2 separate regions of the Gossypium arboreum genome follow, and region 1 is linked to region 2. The links are chromatin contacts, called in public Hi-C maps. All regions are on one chromosome and are shown on one strand. The core of a region is the stretch at or near the end of the contact, and the rest is flanking DNA. Distances in the headings are between cores, read along the strand shown.

Region 1 (3,206 bases), core at 106-2,605, 44 kb before region 2:
ACCGTCGGATGATGTGACGGATGAGGAATTGGGTGGGGCAGATTTTCGCTTAGATGCGCGAGGAGGCATTGGTGACAAAAGAGATCGGACTGAAGCCAATGATGGAACAACCACACCCACTCGATTTGATGGCCAATGACCAATTGACTGAAGCGGAAAAAGAAACCCAGAACCCTAGATCCAATGATATTTAGAGAGAGGCAGCGAGACTGTACTAACACAACAGACTAACACAAGATAGAGATAGAGATATAATTGGAGTAGCTTTTGAGATAGAAAGATATTAATAAGTAGTAGTTAAGATCGAAATAGAGAGACTTTTGCATGCGCCACGCGACTATCCGCTGCGAGTGGAGGTTAAGTTTTTGAACTTCGGAGAAAGGAAATTACTATTTGTAATTAGAATGTTTTTTATTAAATACTAATTAGGCTGTATATTTAATGGAGTGATAAATTATTTTATAGATATAACTATCTAATTAAAAAATATACATAAATAAATAATTTAAATTTTATAAAAAATAAAAAATAACACAGAATACATGAAAATGTGACGCGGACTTTTGTACGCCACGCGAGTTTTGCTACATGCAATAAGTCATGTTCAATTTTTCTTTTATAATTGAGAGTGAAGAATCATATTTTCTACATTAATAAATATTTAATTTTATTTCATTAAAAAGATAAATTATCCCTTTATAAAAATAAAATATTCAAATAAATATATTTATCTTTCGTCCAAAACTGTAGAAAAAATAATACAAAATATCATATTAATAAGATTAAAATTAAATAATAATTAATTTTAAAAAAATAATATTTACTTTTATCAAACAACTATATTCAATACATATATTTATTAATTTACCAAACAAATTTTCAATAAAAATTCAAAACATATAAAATTTAATAAGTAAAAATTTAATAATTAATTTTTCTGCACCTAAATTTTCAATTTAAATTAATATTTTTCAAATAATTACTTTTAAATTATTAAACATTGAATTAAATGAGTAACTCAGCCTTTAAATTACTCTACCCTTAACAACGAAAATTGATTTTTTTAATTTTTAATCTACCATTGATCTTCAGCCTTTAAATTAGTGTATAATTTTATTCCACAACTAGGTCTCAAATAAAAATAATGTATATTTTTAAAAGAGTTATTAAATGAATACGTATATAAATTTTCTTGAATTAATAAAAAGATGAAAATAAAATTCAAAATTAAGAAAAACTAAAAATGAAAATTGGAGAAGGCCCAAACGATGAAAAGAAGTGATCCACTGGAGCTCAAATCCCAGAATCATTTGGTCCAAAAGTAAAAAAAAAGTCAACATTCCCAAAGTCATAGTCCACGTATGGCCCAACAAGGTAAACCCTAGAAATCCCAGATTCAGTGCAAATTTGGTAGGTTTTTCACGCTTCCTGTTTTAAAAGCTTCACCCAGCAGCTTGAGAACCTTAGTGCCGCATCCCTCTCAACAGCTGAAGTGCCGAAAATGGTAATCGCGCTCCCCCTACCTTCCTTTCTTCCTTACGTTAGAAAATAGTTGTGCTATTCATTTTTAAGCTTTAATTGCTGTGGTTCTTGCTTTCATTTTCCCCTTGCAAAAATGTTTGGTTATAAAAATATATGTATGTGCAAAGAACAGTTGAGTCTTAATTTTGAAAGGTTTAATTTGACAGCCTTCGCACAAGACCTTCATGATCAAGAAGAAGCTGGCCAAGAAGATGAGGCAAAACAGGCCCATTCCTTACTGGATCCGAATGCGCACCGACAACACCATTAGGTCTATATTTGCTTCATTTTTTTTGCTCAAACATGCTTACAAGTTTATGTTTTTGTCTCACTTTTAAGGTTTATTCAGATTATTTATTGATTTTTTTTTTTCAAATTTTTGTTCTTTGATTGAAGGTACAATGCTAAGCGTAGGCACTGGCGCCGTACCAAGCTAGGGTTCTAAGTTCGATGGGCTTATTTGTTTCCAGTATTTTCTTTAAGTTTTCTAAGTTTATTTTCGGAATTATTTTATTTGGGATTTAATATTGGGAACCATCGAGAATCTTTGTATTAGAGATTTTGATGAGATTGTTAGTTTCTTCGTTTTAGTTTGATTTTATATTATCTCATCTTAATTTGAGTGCATGGTGTTGAATTTTCCTTTGGTAATTGCTTTAATTTACCTTATATGTTAAACAATTCTCACCTGCATGATTGCTATATGCTTGAGGGTGGCTTTATCAAAATTTTTACTTTATTTTAACTGAACCATTGTGGTATTATGAACTAATGCTCTTGAAATGGTTAGGTAATATGGTTTTTCTTTAAGGCAGAATTTTGAGTGGCATGCCTTGTTGTATTGAGTTCTGGAGGGCAATGTTGATCATATCACATGCTAGCTAAAAAATCTGTTGGTGGTAAGATTAACTATTAGAGACAATATATAGGGTAAACTTGTAATGACCTGACCCAGCCTACTGAGCTGTGTTGTGAGATGCAAACCAAAATTGTCCTTTTTGGCGCCCACAGCTCTCTTGGGGAGTTTGAGGATTTGTAAGCGAATATGAAGGTAATAAAACCTTGAGGGATTCGTGGGTACCAAAACAGGATAATTTTGGTTTTTGTCTCATGATGTGGTTAAGCGGGTTGGGTCTGGTCATGAAAAGACACAAGACTTCAGTTTAGAAAGGAAGAGATTGATGCCTTGTATGCATTGTTGTTTCTAGATGGGGAGATTATTTAGGTAGTTTGACATGGAAAATGATTTTGAGGGAATTATTTGATTAGGAAAGGTTTAACGTTAATATGGTCCGCAGGTGTTGTGGAAATGAAGAGTTAATAAACTAGCGTACAAGGCAACAAGTAATGAATTGGAACTACGGAGGTGGGTTGTAATGGTCTCTACATGATAGGGACGATTATGATGGTTACAGTCGATTGATGGCTTGTGTGTTTATGATGTTTTTGAGGAACAGAGTGCACTTTTATGGAAGGAAAAGTAAATTTTACATGATGACCTTGGTTACCAATGTAAATACTTGAATTGCAGTTATGATAATTGGAGGTAATAATACTTGAATTGCACTTATATGGAAGGAAAAGTAATTTATTCGTTTGCTTAAATGGGTCGTATAGAAAAGATTTGTCTGCTACCCAGCTTCCTGCTAAGTGTGAGCACCAGCGTGTGCGCCCTTGTTTACGAA
Region 2 (3,533 bases), core at 303-2,802:
CTATAAATATTTCATCCCTAACTTTAAAATTTGTTTTTAGGTACAAGCATCCCTAGAATTAGTCTCATTTCCTAGTGTAAAGTTTCCTAAGTTAGGCTCACTATGTGTATAAATATTTATATAATTTCTTGTGAAAATATAATCGAAATAGACTGTTTTTAACACAAACAATTACCCCAAATGAACACATAGAAACTGGATATTCCTTTGATGTAAGTAAAATCTAAACCTCGCCCGTCTGCGGCTCCACCATTTCACCCGAATGTCTCGCTACTTTCATCTTCAAACCCGCTAAAACCTCTACAGCCGCAATCTCAAACTCATAGTACTAAATTGCGGTTGCAATGTCTATCGCGATTGCGATTATTATTCTTGATTTGAGATGATGCGGACTCTTGTAAAATATTATATTTACATATTTTGTAACTATATTTTAGTATTCTAATATTAATATACTCTTTTATATGTTTTATTTTAAAACTAAAATATAATTTTATAGATAAAAATTCATTAAAAATAAATATGGATTATACAAATATTATCATATTAACTGAATGATAATAACAACCATAATTTTAATGAGTAAAATATAAATAGTCTCATTAGAAAAAGAATATAATATTCTCATATTCTAACACGAAAAAGTTTATTTTACATAATTTAAAAAATACATAAATACAAATATAAAAACTTCATTTCTTACAATTCTGTGAAAAAGTTTTCATCACTGCCTTGGTTTTGATCGCTTCTCACTCCATGTGAAAAAGGCATCACATTGTGTGCACCATAAGATGTATCATTCATAAAAAAAATGTGGTATAGTAAATGGTAACCAATAAGTCCGTAACTTGAATTTTGTTGAAAGTGAGATGGATAATCTGCATTAAGAATAAAGCTTTACCTGATAATCACTGCTAAAAAAAAGGTGATAATAGGCATGCAATTTGTTGATTTAATGTAAGTATAATGTTAGAAGTTTGTTAAATATTCCAATGATCAAACCATTTTTATAATATTCCAAGGATCAAATAAGAATGTTTCATAAGTTAAATATTTATTATTATTTAAGATTATTTTTTCTTTTTTGCTAAGTCTAAAAATATTTGAGTGATTTTTCTATGTGATTTTATATTTCGGATAATTTGAAAATTTATTACGGTGTTAGTAACAGCTTCAAACTGCAAAAGTCGTTATGCGATTCCCTTATTGCCTTGCGCCAATATTGAGTCGTGGAGACCTTTAAAACTGTTACAATGGTGCCGTTACACTATATTGCAGCTCGCAATTTAATACCATGCTCAAACTAAAACGGTTATTAATAACTAAAAATAATAAGCAATAGAATATGTTTTGATAGAATTGATATTAATACTTGCAAGAGTGTTTTACCAGAGGCAGATAGTCGGAGGGAGAGGATCGAAGGAGGGAAGGGAGATCGGAATAGAAGGAGAGAAGGTCTTCAAGATTGACCACTAGGAATTTAGGGTTATCCACGAGGCTTTCTCTGTGAGGGAACACGTTCTTCTCCTTCTCGAAGTTTCTGATGAACTCCTTGAATTTAGGGAGCACGGAATGGCGACTCGAAGTGGCCGATGCGGTGGCACTTCCGCTTCCGAGGAGGCATCTGTGAACTGCGCCTGGTTGCTGTAGTACACCCCTCCTTCGTCCCATCCCGACATTTTTTTCTACTACGATTATCTTTTATTTTCACTCTCTCTGAAATGAAGAAGCGAAATCGCTCCTTCTGAGACGTTTCCTTTTCCTTGATGTTTAATTATCATTTGGGCTCTTTCGGCGGGAAGGTGATGGAGTTTTGGCGGGGAAATGGCTCACACGTGCGAAAAACTCGCGTGACTAAAGATTGGATCTGGATTAACCGGTTCGCTGAATAAAATTAGATGGTGCCCATCAAAGAATTGCATGGCCGAAATGTTTCTCTTTGTTCTTATTTCTCCTCGATATTAGCTCATTCTTAAAATGAGATTATTTTCGTCTTTATTTTTTACTCAAGTAATATTCATTTTCAATGTGATTTTTATTAAATTAATTTTTTCCCATATCAGCAGTTATCATTCTATGTTAGAATCATGTTAGATTTGAGATGCCACCATTGAGAACGACACTGGCGAAGCTGATAATTTTGCATCAAAATATATTTTTATATTAGATTGTATAATGTTTCTTTTTTTTTTTTTAATTTGTAGATGTGTGATTGAAATCGATACATTAAAATTTTAACTTTTAGATTATCGAAGTTTTGTCTAATAAACCAAACAAGTTTTGTCCACGTGTCTTAAAATGCATATTATCCAAATTTCTTTGTCCGAGTTTGTTTTAGTTAACAAACGCCCAAGAAAAGGAAAAAGAAAAAAAGACAACATCAAATTTTGATATTGTTCGAGTTTAGTTAACAGCCATCAATATAGACATCATCAAACATATTTGAGTTTGAAATCTAAATTCGATCATCTTATTGTCTCAATTGAATAGCTTTAATCCTCTATCTCGAGCTTAATAAATTTAATCTTTACACTTTCATGACACAGCACCAGATACATGGATTGAATTAAATTGGGTTCCCTGTTGGATACATGGACATACCAAAAATGCCACGTTAACAAGTTCGAAGCAAAATTTTAATTTTGTTGTTAAATCATCTTTATTCGATTTTTAGAGAAAATGCAGGTTTTAAGTTCATTAAATAGGGGATGAAGAGAGAGATTAGAGCCATTGAACTGAGGTAGCAAAATGACTAAATTCAAACCTTGATCTCCATTATGTCTAGCAATGAGGTTCAGTCGGTTAAGTTGACTTATTGTAAGTATCCTTCATGTTTTAAATACCAGAGCGCACCTTCCGCTGCATGCTCGGCTGCTGCCTTCTTTGTGGTCCGAGGACTGCTGAAGCACTCCAATATCATATCTGGAGCTTCTTCGATTTCAACTATTACCCTGTAAGTGAATCTGCAAAAGATTTTGAATATATAGGATTTGAGTAAAATTATTCAAGTAAGAGGGAAGTAGTTTGAAGTTCCGATTTTTCGAACTGTCCTAATGAAGACTTTTCAGCTGTCTTTTCTAGTATATATGCATCGTGTACTTACGATCTCAAATGACTTGGTCCTTCCTCTTTGCAACATTCAAACAAAGGGGGTTTCCAGCAATTGATAGTACAGATTTCGTATAACTGTGATCTAGCAGTACGACTATGTGATTCACCTGAGAAATTAAGAGACAAATAAGATAATTGCTCCACACTGACTAGTCACAAAAAGTGTAAGAATCAATTACCTTTGGATGGCGAGTCAATCCCACAACTAGGATCCACAATGGAGCAATTGGGGGGTGTGCCTTTGGGTTCAATACCAGAGGCTGAACCCCTTGCTGCTTTTACTTCAAAAGGTCTGCTACCAGGCGAGATGCAAGATACACCGCTAGAAGTTGTCTTTTTACTAGAACGGGTTTTGGGGTTGAAATCATTCACAAGAGATTCTTGCAATTTCATGTTTTCAAATCCAATTATGTCAGGAACAG

Evidence for each region. A called contact is a pair of places that touch in the nucleus more often than the background predicts.
Region 1: a Hi-C map of leaf shows a contact between it and region 2, with 3 times the contacts expected there. The contact joins the promoter of LOC108472491 here to the enhancer-like site in region 2. A contact is called at or near these places in 2 of 5 Hi-C or Micro-C datasets (both in leaf).

Annotation. Positions count from the first base shown.
Region 1 is chr5:3,337,475-3,340,680 of ASM2569848v2, reverse strand. It overlaps LOC108472491 (60S ribosomal protein L39-3-like), which reads left to right and starts at 1,355. Exons shown (of 3, transcript XM_017774028.2): 1 at 1,355-1,504; 2 at 1,689-1,792; 3 at 1,918-2,143. The coding sequence starts at 1,502. The coding sequence ends at 1,966. It overlaps LOC108470891, which reads right to left and starts at 386. Exons shown (of 10, transcript XM_017772401.2): 1 at 1-386. The coding sequence starts at 69.
Region 2 is chr5:3,292,905-3,296,437 of ASM2569848v2, reverse strand. It overlaps LOC108473865 (dicer-like protein 4), which reads right to left. Exons shown (of 25, transcript XM_017775661.2): 23 at 3,291-3,533; 24 at 3,104-3,218; 25 at 2,442-2,963. The coding sequence ends at 2,813. Among protein-coding and RNA genes, the nearest start is that of LOC108471497, 6.6 kb to the left of the region's middle. Within about 2 kb of position 1,552, at least 2 of the 2 cell types and tissues checked have an H3K27ac peak or open chromatin away from gene starts, as enhancers often do. A contact at or near this core is called in leaf, where this site is marked.